2 separate regions of the Mus musculus genome follow, and region 1 is linked to region 2. The links are chromatin contacts, called in public Hi-C maps. All regions are on one chromosome and are shown on one strand. Each heading gives the region's core, a stretch centred on a gene start, on an enhancer-like site or on the middle of the called end of the contact. The rest is flanking DNA. Distances are from core to core; before and after follow the strand shown.

Region 1 (5,592 bases), core at 119-2,618, 1.2 Mb after region 2:
GCACTAGAGCTACATGGTTGTGAGCTTCTGTGTAGGTGCTGGGAATTGAACTTGGGTCCTCTTTAAGAGCAGCCAGTGCTCTAACCCACTCCGCCCCAGCCTCTTGAAATCTTCTTTTATGTCTCACCGCCACCTTACTGGTATGCAGCTCTTAGTGATTTTCAAGTTGATTGTGTCTTTGACATGAGTTGGTCCCACAGCAATCCTAGAAGATAACATGTATATTGCTTTTCTTAATTCCCATGTGCTCAGGAAAACAGGATCAGAGGGGCTAAGTGACTTGCTCAAAGTCACCCAGTAGGCTAACTGCATATACCAAGGTCCAAATCCACGTCCCCTATTCAGGATTGAGGAAGAATAGCAAACTCCCCTTCACAGCTACACCAAAGACTGACTTATATATGATCTCTTATGTGGGGTACCTCTTAACGTCACCCCGCTGCTGTAGACCCAGAGAGGTTAAATGATTTGTTCAGAAATGCTCAGCAAATAGATGATGAAAATGAGCTTTCAATTCTACAGTCAGCTCTACGTTCTTTCTACCTTTCTTCTTCTTCTTCTTAAAAGAGGCTGGTTGACCATAAGACAAATAAAAGACCAGCTAAAACAAGAGCCATCGTCTCTGTTCTGACAGCCAGGCCACAGCGCAACTTATCCTGACAACGGCAAGGATCAAGATACCCAACAGAAAGCATGGAAATGGACCAGGCAGCTCGCCACTGAAAGGTGTAATTAGGGAGCTGACAGGCTGTGCATGCAACACCATTAATGGGTCCACCTGTGAGGGAGACCTGGCAAGCACAGGTAATTTGGACAGAGCAGGGAACTCAAAGGAGATTCAGGCTGCAGGTGCCCAGCCTGACCTCGGGGCCAGAGCCTCCCCAGGGAACGGGAGGAAGGGCCTGGCCTGGCCTCTGCCGGTGACACAAGCTTTTTTCGTGGTGCTCACTACACATTATGCTAAAAGTGTGACAGATTTTTGAGGCAGCCCGGGTGGGAACCATGGAAACAAGTTAGGGGAGGGGAGAAGCTGATTGCTGCTGTTCCTGTTAGGGAGAGAAGAGTGAGATGGGGAGATTCATCCTCCCTCCTCCATCAGCCTTGGCTTCCTCTTTCACTCCCAACGCCCCCAGCTCTCTGCATGCATGACCCCTCCTGAGCTCACCAACAATGGAAAGTGGGCAGCCTACTTCTCTGGGCTCTGGCACAGTACCTGGCATTGTAAGTAGCACCCTTTGCTGAGTGCTCACTGTCTGCTAGGCACTGGAGGAGCTGTCTCTCAGGCATTGTCTTCAACTCTGTCTCCAACTCTGTCACCAACTCCGAGATGAGGAACTAAGTAGCTAGCCCAGTCACACAGCTGGTAATGGAGCGTATGTGAATCTAGAACTAACTAGACGGGCCCTGCTTCAGTTGTTGCACCACAGGAGCCTCCAGGACCCTGCGACCTTCTACAAACATTTGACAAACCTAGTTTCCAACCCAGTCATTTAGGGCAGAAAAACAGATCCGTGAACTCCTTGTTTCAATATGCACAAGGGCACGGGGTTTTTCCACAGCGATGTCTTCTGATGAGGGTGGCGATAGACTGTACCCTCTCCACTTTGAAGCTGCTCTGAGACGGAAGGAATTGATGCGTTACCATGCAATCAAAGTCCCTTCCTCTCTGTCTCTAGCAGCCCTCTCTTTCTCTGTGCTTTAGTCATGGCCATCACCATGGTTTCCAGCCTCTTGAGCAGAGAAACCTGTCTCCTCTTTGTGTCAAGAGCAGGGGAAGGGTGCTGGGTGTGAGGCCTGGAGAGCAGACCTTGGTCAAGCAGGGAGAAGGCATGGTGTTTTGATGAAGAGGGGCTCTGAACAGCAGCAATGGCTGCCAAGTACAGGTCTAACTCTGGATTCAGGTAGCTGCTGGATAATGAATTGGGAAGAGGGTGATCCAGGAGCCCTAATCCATTCAGGGAACTCACCACACAGATGTGAGATACCAGAGAGGTGTTTTCAGTGACCACTGAACAAGGAGGACTACCATACTCAGTGTAGGAGCACTCTATCTTGGGGAATTAGGGTAAAGCATTGAGTGGAGGAAGGCTTGGGGGAGTCTGGATTGAGTTGATGATTCTATGCAGAATTGAGTGGTGGTCACATGGAGTGGTGATGGCTTGATGAGGACTGTCCCCCTATAGGTCCATGTATCTGAGCTCTCAGTTCAGGGTTAGTGATGTTCTTTGGGAAGGTTATGGAACCTTGAAGAGGTGGAGCCTTGCTGGAGGAAGTATGTCACTGGGGGTGGACTTTGAGGTTTTATAGCCTGACCACCCACCCACCCTCCTCCTGTCTCTCTGCTTCCTGTGTATGAATGCAAAGGTGGTAAGTCAGGTCCTTGACTATTATGCCTGCCTTACACACCTGCAGCCATGCAGGATGGACTGGAAACCAACATAAACCCCCTTTCTCCAAACTTACAAAGAAAGCAACCAAGTCAGGTTTCAAGGTTAGAATGGGAAACAAAGCTCTCCAGACAAGTGCTCCTTAGGGATGTGGGAAATGTGCCTCAAGTCCCATGAAGTGGGAATAGAGGTCCAAAATGATCTAGGGCAGTGGTTCTCAACATGTGGGTTGTGACTCCTTTGGGGTCAAATGACCCTTTCACAGGGGTCACCTAAGACCAGAAAACACAGATCTTTACATTGTGATTCATAATACTAGTAAAATTATGAAGTTACAAAGTAACAACAGAAATAATTTAATGGTTGGGGTCACCACAACATGAGGAGCTGTATTAAAGGGCTACAGCATTGGGAAGGTTGGGAACCACTGCTCGAGAGAGATGTTATTTTTACTTCTCCTCTGAGAGTGGTGTGAAAGCAACTGGCAAATAACTTCTCATTTGTAAACACACGTTGAAAACATGCATAGAAGTTAGGGTAGATGAGACAGCTCAGAGGGTGGTGGGGATACCTAGGTATCTGATATGTAGGGTCTCTTTGCTCACTTTGAAAAGAAGCAAAGCTCTCCACCCATGCCTTGACCACTTCTGTCACATGCAGACACCCCTTTCTGTGCCCTCATGTGTCTGTCTTCTTCACTGGGTCCCATGTCTACCTGCAATCTCTATACAAGTCTTCCCCCTGTTGTACTCCCATTGATGATGAAGAGGCTCTGCTCTGTCTGTACAGGCTTATTCCTATCTACAGAGAAGGGCAGACAGACATCAATCTAGATAACTCCTATAAAGTCCAGGTTATAGTGATCATAAGAGCCAAGACTTCACCAGAAGAGGTTATTCCATGAATAAACGGCAGGTAGGTGTGATCTAACTCTTGGGCCACAGATGGTGTCCAGCAATTAACTTATTTCCAAGACCAATGACACTTGACAGTCATGAGATAACAGTCCCTAGTGAGAGAACACTTTAAAGGACCTTCTTGGGTACAGATGAACTCAAACAGCATGGGCAGCATGATCAGAGGACAGAGCTCAGGCTAGACCACTTATTTGTGGCCTATCGTATACAAGACTCTGGGTTTGATTCTGAGAACTACAAAATCAAATCAAAATCAACCAAAATATTGTAGTGTACCCGAATCCACCAGACAAGAGCATGTTTGGAAGGTCTTTGTGCTTTTTGCCTAGAATACTCTTTACCATGTGACTTGCCAGTGTCCTTTATTAAAATATTCAAATTCTCTCTCTCCCTCTCTCTGATATTTTCTCAAATTCTTCATCAAACCCCAAGCTTTGTTAGCCACTCCTCCACAGAGCCTAGTATTTTGAATAAGAAAGGAAAGAAACAATGGAGATGGCATGAGGCTGACAGAGGGAAGTTGGAAGCAAGGATGGTTGAACAGATAAGGGGCTGAGCAAAACAGATGGATGATACGTGGGTAGCTTCGGTGGATGGTAGATATGTGGATGGATGGGGAGTGGATAGGTGAGTGGGTGGACTAGTGATGAGTGGGTGGATGGATGGGTGGGTGGACAGATGCCTCTGAAGTTACGTTAAGACACAATCTGAGAGGCAACAAGGTGTTACTGAAGGAGCAACAGATGAAGGCTAAGAAGTCCTGTCCTGGGTTTGGGATCTGAATAAACCGTTAAGAGTGGTCTCACTATCTACAGTTTTCCTTAACTTCATGGGCCCGATTTTCCAATGGATGAAAAAAAGAAAACCAAATTCCTTGATTCCTAAGGCTCCAACACACTCCATGTCTCTATGCATTCTCATTCTCATTGGGGATGATGGCAAACCCTTGGGTGGAAGAGATGTCTCTGGCAGAGCGGCAACGTGGTGCTTACAAAGCTTACAAAGGTAAGAGGTCACGCTCCCTGCTTTCAGGGGAAATACTGTTTGTTTAGAGAGGTAAGATTGGGCAGCCGTCCAGGTCAGGAACAACTGCTTTTACTGGCTTCCATCACTCCCCAGAAGCTACGATAAATGTTATTTTGACCTGATATGCACAGCTACCCCATTTCCTCAAGCAAGGCCTTGGCTTCTTCCAGCTCAGTGCCTCTGTACCGAAGAGTCTGCTGTGCTTGGGCGATGTCTCTAACCTCCAAGGACCTGTCCCGGTTGCTTAGCCTATAATCTAAACTGACAACAGACTTTCTGTTTTAAAATAAAGCCCTATCATTTTCATCCTCTCGGCTCAGCTATTCCCCTCCTCTCACTCTCCCTCCCCCCAGCTTCATCATCCCTCTTCTGAAGTTGAGAGTGAGTCTTATTAAGTGGTGCTGTGTCATACAGTGTTGAGTTGTGTCAGCTGGAAACGGAACATGATTAAGTATATAAAGAAGCCCCAGCTTCGCCTGCCACAACATTACACAACAGAAGCCTTGGCAACCTGAGAACATCTTTTCTTTTTCTTTTTTCCTTCCTGGTGAGAGGTGTGACCTGACTCTCACTTTGTGGGTCCTGATGCTGGACCCAGCTGCCTTTGGAGCAGGAGTACCTGGATGGCCCATTGATATAAGAATAGCCTCATTATAAGAGTGTCCCTTGAGGCCAAGCGGAGTTCATATAGAAATCGCCTGCAGGACTTCCTCAAATATTTGCCAAGCCCGGAAGAATCTAAGGCATCTTTATGGTGTGTTCCTGAGAGCCCTGGGGTGAAAAGCATTGCCATGGCACTTGCTGGCTGGGCCACCTCTTCCTCTCTTTACAGACTCCAGGAGAGCATTCTGTCTTCAGCTGGATCGTCCTAAGTGACAACCCTCTCATGCAATGCTTTAGTGACCGAATGCTGGCCTCATCCCAGTTAGCTGGTTCCAGCTCTATAGAAGGAGGCTTAATATCCGGGGCAGAAGAACTTCCTGATGAATCTGTAGACAAGCACGGGAGACTCCAGGACATTTTACTGGGGCATGTGGCTGAATACCCCCAGCCACGTTTTTTTTTTTTTTTTTTTAGTTTGGGATATGACCTTTACTGAGCTTGTCCACCAGAGTGGAAATAGTGTCTGTACAAAACCAGACGTTTGTTACTATAACTTCTGCATCACAATTAAAATCCAAACAGTCTTAAAAAAATAACAAAAACAGTCAACTCAATCAAAACCCCACTACTTCAGAATCAATAGCTTCTTTGAAGCCACA
Region 2 (5,375 bases), core at 861-3,360:
ATTCAGCAAGCGTTTGTCACATATAGGGCTCATAACTTTTGCAGTCTGAGGTGCAATAACCAAATTAGTACAACTTCTTTTTCCCTTCTCAATTTCCCTGAAGAGAGGTTCATTCACACATACTGTTGATCTTATGGACCACAATTCTACTTTGTATGTGAACTAAGCAGTAAGTGCTTTACATCCTAGTGGTCTGGATCATGACTGCTTAAGATTTCAACATGCTACATAGAACAGTGCACTACTTAAAACATTTATTTCTAGAAGTTCTCAGTTAATAGTTTTGGAGTAGAGTTGACTATGTGTAACCATGAAGAGTGAAACAGTAAATAAGGGGGGACTATTGTGATGGGTATAAAAACAAAAACCACAGTCTTAACAGATTTTGATAGATTCTTTGTAGGTTTATAGACTTCCATATACATTGTGTTTCAGAATTATTTTGTTACTCTTATTTGTTTCAGTACTTGGGCAGGTATATCCTAGAATAGCTGTGAATGTGGCCCACCATATTTGTAGATGAAAATGTTATATTGCAATGTCAAAGGTTTGGATACCTGAAAAGGCCAGGAGCTATATCTTATTAAAAACAGTATTTCTTAACATGTTGCACATTTCTCAGAGCAAGTGCTTAATAAATATGGGATGGAATATGAGTGAATGGATAGCCCAATGCTTGAGAATTAGAAGAGAGGATTATTGAAGATGAAAAAAGATATGGAATTAAAGAACACAATTGTGTTTAGATTTTGCTCCCACTTATGAGGCAGGTATTATCCTATTTAATGGCTGAGGAGTTGTTACCTTAGAAAAGCTTAGTATCTTGAGGAAGGTAAGCTAAGATTCAAACCAGGTTCACTTTTGTGTCCTAAGCTTTATTCACTGTCCTGATAACATCCCAGCAGCCTCAATCTATTCTACCTTGAGCATATCTGCCTTTATTGGGTCTCAGTGTTACAGTGCTGATGTTCCACAGTTTGATGATGCCTAGAGTTGAGCTTTGCTTGAAGTCCAAACTGTCATTTTTCAGACACCTGTGAGGCCCAGGGGACTGGGGGCTGCAATCCAGCATTGCTTTCCTCTCCATCTTCTGTGTTGAACATCTATGCAATTGGAAGGGCTCCTGAAAAAGTCAAACCCATTTTCTGTTCCTTAGAACAGATTTTCTTTAGAAAATTAGAAAGATTTTCTTTTTCTAAATTTGCTGCATTAGCATGGGTACCTGAGTCCCAGAACTAGGGAAGGACTAAATGTGGCCATCACACTTGGCGCCAGACTTAAGACTGTGAAAGCATGGAAGGACAAGGTGTCATGGGGAAGCAGGTTCTTTTGTTATCGTTTTAGGTCTCACAGCTTTCCTAATTATGTGAGCCAATGCACTTGCTGTTTTGTTTATGTTCCTATGAGTTGGGACATGTCATTGGCAACCAAGGAGTGTTGACAAATACCCTTGCATGTATTCACCCCCCCTCCCCCAGCATACTCCTCACATTTTCCTGTCTGACAGTGCAGTGATGCTTGAGAATTGGAGATGGTGATCTGAAAAGGAGATGCAGAGTTCAGAAACAACAACAGGTATAATGTAGCTGCTCAAATGCACCAGTTTAATTCAGTTATTTATTATTCTTCTGCCTTAAAGTCAAGGGCTACATCTTACTCTCTTCAATGTTATTTGTGGTACTTGGTGCAGACCCTCTCACACCCATGATGTGAAAACTGGTTTTTCTCAAACAGCTCCTTCTTTCATTTGGGTATTTGTCTTGATTTCCTCATGCATGTTAACAGTACCTACTATGGGCTTAGAGCTGAGTGAGGGGGCTTCCTAAGGATATCATGTCCTCCTGGTTCTACCCTTCAGGTCTCAGAACAGGAAGGGCTTTATGATCTGCCCCCATCTTTGTCTTTCTTCTTTTGCAAAGTACAGAGAGTGCCCCTCCAGTCACTCGGCAAACACGTCGTCAGGATGTGATAAAAATACTTTGGATCTTTGTTTTAAAGTCTTGTTAAATTTTCTGTTTAAAAATGTTTTGTTCACATTGTGATAGGAGGTCTTTCAGCAATCAGTTCTGAGGAGCAGTCTTCCTCAGGCAGTCTGCATTCAAAGCAGTGTGGAGAGAGAGCTGGTTGCTAGGGGCAACACTAACTTCTAAGTGGGGATCTCTGCATGTGGATATAAAACCAATGCCCTGGGCCTCTGCAGGAGTGGGGTCCTATCACAGAAGAATAAATGAATTGCGAGTGATGGGCACACCTCCGGACTGTGCTGGTCACCCTTATTTGGAGACTAGTGAGCTGTCTCAGCCACTTGCATAGGATATGAGACCACAAATCAAACACAGCTGATAATTGCCTTTCCTGTGACAAGTCTGCTAGGAAGATACAAAGGGCCTAAGTCACTTTAGTCACTTCCCCCATAGACCCTATTTCATGCAGTAGACCCAATCATGGATAAGATGTTCTACCATTGGCTATTTGCTTTATGGTAAGCATAAAGTATGCATTTATTTTTTTTAAACCAGCACAAAATAAAACAAACTCTTTCCCCTTGAGGTACAGCTTTATGGATTTTTTTAACACATGTATATACTTGGGTTGTCACCACTACAAGAAGGATGTGGTATAGTTTTGTCACCTCTCAGAACTCCTTGCATCATCCCTTTGCTATCTCTTTATATTTTTAAGAATGCCATACCAGTGGCACCATAGTACCAGATTCCAAAGCTCTTTCACATATTGCAACACCTTTGGGGTTTATCCAGGCTGTCATGTGTATCCAAATTTATTCCTTTTTGTTGCTGCATAGTACTCCATAGTCTTTGTGTACTGTTGATTGCTGTCCTTGGATTCTATATTTGCAATTTGTCCAGTGTTCTGCCTTCAACTCACGACGTACCTTACATTTTTAGTCTATTACAGACACATAGAGAGTAGCACAACATTTGAGTTGCCCAAAGCACTTGAGCAAGGTGACCCTCTGCCTCCTTGTTTCTTCTCTCATACTGAAAAACAGAAAGCAGCCTGTAATTTTTGTGATCTATTCAATGCCAGCTTGCTGTTTGTGCTTCTGCTTGGTGATTTTGCCATTTAAAATGAGCCTAAGCACAATGATAAAGAACATTTCTACCTTGTGGAGAAAATATGTAGGTTAGAGAAGTTTGGTTTGGTCGTGAATGATAGTGTTGTTGGCCGGGAGCTCAATGTTAATGGTGTGTATAAAATAAGGTGTCTTTAAGCAGAAGCACAATAAAACATGGTTGTGTATTGATCAGTTAGTGGAAATGCTATGGCCGGAGCTCCGCTGAACCTAACTCTTTATTTCTCCTAGGAACAGTATACTGTTCAATATCTGCTTATTCACTCTACAGTGACTCCACAGAACATCACTACAAGAGTGATGAGAATCCGGGCCGAGGAGGTGGCTCTGTGGATAAAGAGCTTGCTGCACAAGCATGAGGACCCGAGTTCAGATCCCCAGCTCCTGCATAGAAGCCAGATATGATGGTCGGTGCCTATAACCCCCGAGCTAGGAAAACAGAGACAGCTCGATTCCAGGGGCTTACTGGCTAGTTAGTCAAGCAGGAATGGTAAGCTCCAGGCTCGGTGAACTCAAGAAATAAGGCAGAGAATGATGATACCTGAGTTAGCTTGTGGGCCCCACATGTACAGGCACTGGAGAACCTCCCCACATCATGTTAATGCCACATTCACCAGCATGCATGGAAGGCTTCACCTTTAAGCTCTACATTCAATGTCATGACCTATTTTCTAAAGGTTCTGGTATGGTGCTGGCAAGGCTCAGCCAGTATGTAAAACCACTGTTTAGTTTATAAGGACATTTTGCAATGTTATTTCCACAATTCTTCACCTTTCTTTCCAAGACAGATGGCTTTTAAATGCATGCAGATTACAGGCTCAGCTAAGATTGGCAGTGGGTTGTGACTAACCCCAGTGCTACTAACCATAAAACCGGTTTCTTACCTGAGGGTACATTGGGGAAATACATGAGAGAGGTTTTCAAGGGAGAAGTCTAACATCCACTCTGACATGGCTGTTTGCCACAACATGGTTCTACTGAATGCTCTTGTCATCCCAACATTGGCCTCATCTCTTTCAATACTCATAATTGTGTCACAGTGGCTGTCTCTCATTTTCCAAGGCTCCCTACAGTCATCATGGACACCAGAAGGGAACCCCACATTGGTAGCTCCTAGGTTCCTGTAAAACATGTTCTCTGCCCTGCACACTAGTTTCTAGGGGTTAGTCCTTATAGGTTATACATATTACTCAGTAGCTGGTAAAGAAAGTTCTAGAATCCCCAACTCCAAGACAATGAATGATGCTATCTTCCTCATTCCTGCAATTTCTGGACCCAGGGAAGAGTGGAAGTGGATTTTCCAGTGGTCTGGCAAGACAGTAGAGGCTAGTCACAGTGGTAGGACCGTCTCCTACAGTGAGAACTTTAAGAGTCAGCTGGACCCCAGGGTGAGGTAAGCCTTGTAAGGAGGGGTGATGCTGTCATGCTGCCCCTGCTTTTACTCAGCCACCTGGGTGATCTCTTCTGTATGGAGAGAGCTGTGGGCTATTACCTGGTGTCCAGTTCTTCCTTTCTCTGATCCAAGGAAGGAAGGGTTAATCTCTGGTTAGTGATCTAGAGAGCATACGGACATGCTCACTGAAGTTCTTATTGGTTTTTGGTAAGGTCATACAGATTCTAGGATCTAGAGTGCCTTCTTTTATCTATGATATTGGCTATGTTAGGGGTAGACCTTGGCCACCACTACCATGATGCACAGGTTTGCCAGGCTATGTTTGACACAGTGATGGGGAGGCCCTGACTGTGGACTCAGTCACATCCACTGTCTTAGCCTGTGTTAGCTACAGATGTCGCTTCCTATTACCCACTGGTTGCCATTATCGTTATCCTTTGTTTCCTTTGGATGTGAAAGGAGAGGGGCTTATACTGGCAGTCCCTTGAGAGAGACAGAGAGCCCAGGCCTCTTCCACAGTCATCCCCATCCCTCCTCTCTATATGCCCATTCCAGGTAGGGTCTCTGCAGAAGCTTCAGTAAGGAGCCCAGATTCTGAGAGGGTGGGTTATCACTGCTAATGGGGAACTTAGTGATGCCCTCCATGTCTGATGTCTCTGGAAGTCTGGTCTTTGAAAGAGAAGAGAATGGCTTTGGTTTGGAAATCCTGGTGTGGTGTGTGAAGTGCCTCAACCTCAGAGCATCAGTTACCTCCCTGGCAAAATGGAAGTCTGCCATTTATGCCTCTAAATGATACTGTGAGGAACTATGGAACATGCAGGGAGCCTTGCCAACTGGAAGGCTTGTGCAAACAGAACAGCAAATGTGAACAAAAACCCAAGTTTTCTT

The links. Hi-C and Micro-C count contacts between places; a contact is called where the count stands out from the background.
Region 1: a Hi-C map of cortical neurons shows a contact between it and region 2, with 2.6 times the contacts expected there. The contact joins two enhancer-like sites. A contact is called at or near these places in 15 of 484 Hi-C or Micro-C datasets (the AML12 cell line, the HL-1 cell line, bone marrow-derived macrophages and 4 more).

Annotation. Positions count from the first base shown.
Region 1 is chr9:47,942,088-47,947,679 of GRCm38.p6, forward strand. Gm32016 (a long non-coding RNA gene) reads left to right here. Exons shown (of 3, transcript XR_379364.3): 2 at 4,120-4,309. Among named protein-coding and RNA genes, the nearest start is that of Gm32016, 5.5 kb to the left of the region's middle. Within about 2 kb of position 1,369, at least 26 of the 459 cell types and tissues checked have an H3K27ac peak or open chromatin away from gene starts, as enhancers often do. A contact at or near this core is called in cortical neurons, where this site is marked.
Region 2 is chr9:46,726,526-46,731,900 of GRCm38.p6, forward strand. No RefSeq gene overlaps it. Among named protein-coding and RNA genes, the nearest start is that of Gm22805, 99 kb to the left of the region's middle. Within about 2 kb of position 2,111, at least 11 of the 459 cell types and tissues checked have an H3K27ac peak or open chromatin away from gene starts, as enhancers often do. A contact at or near this core is called in cortical neurons, where this site is marked.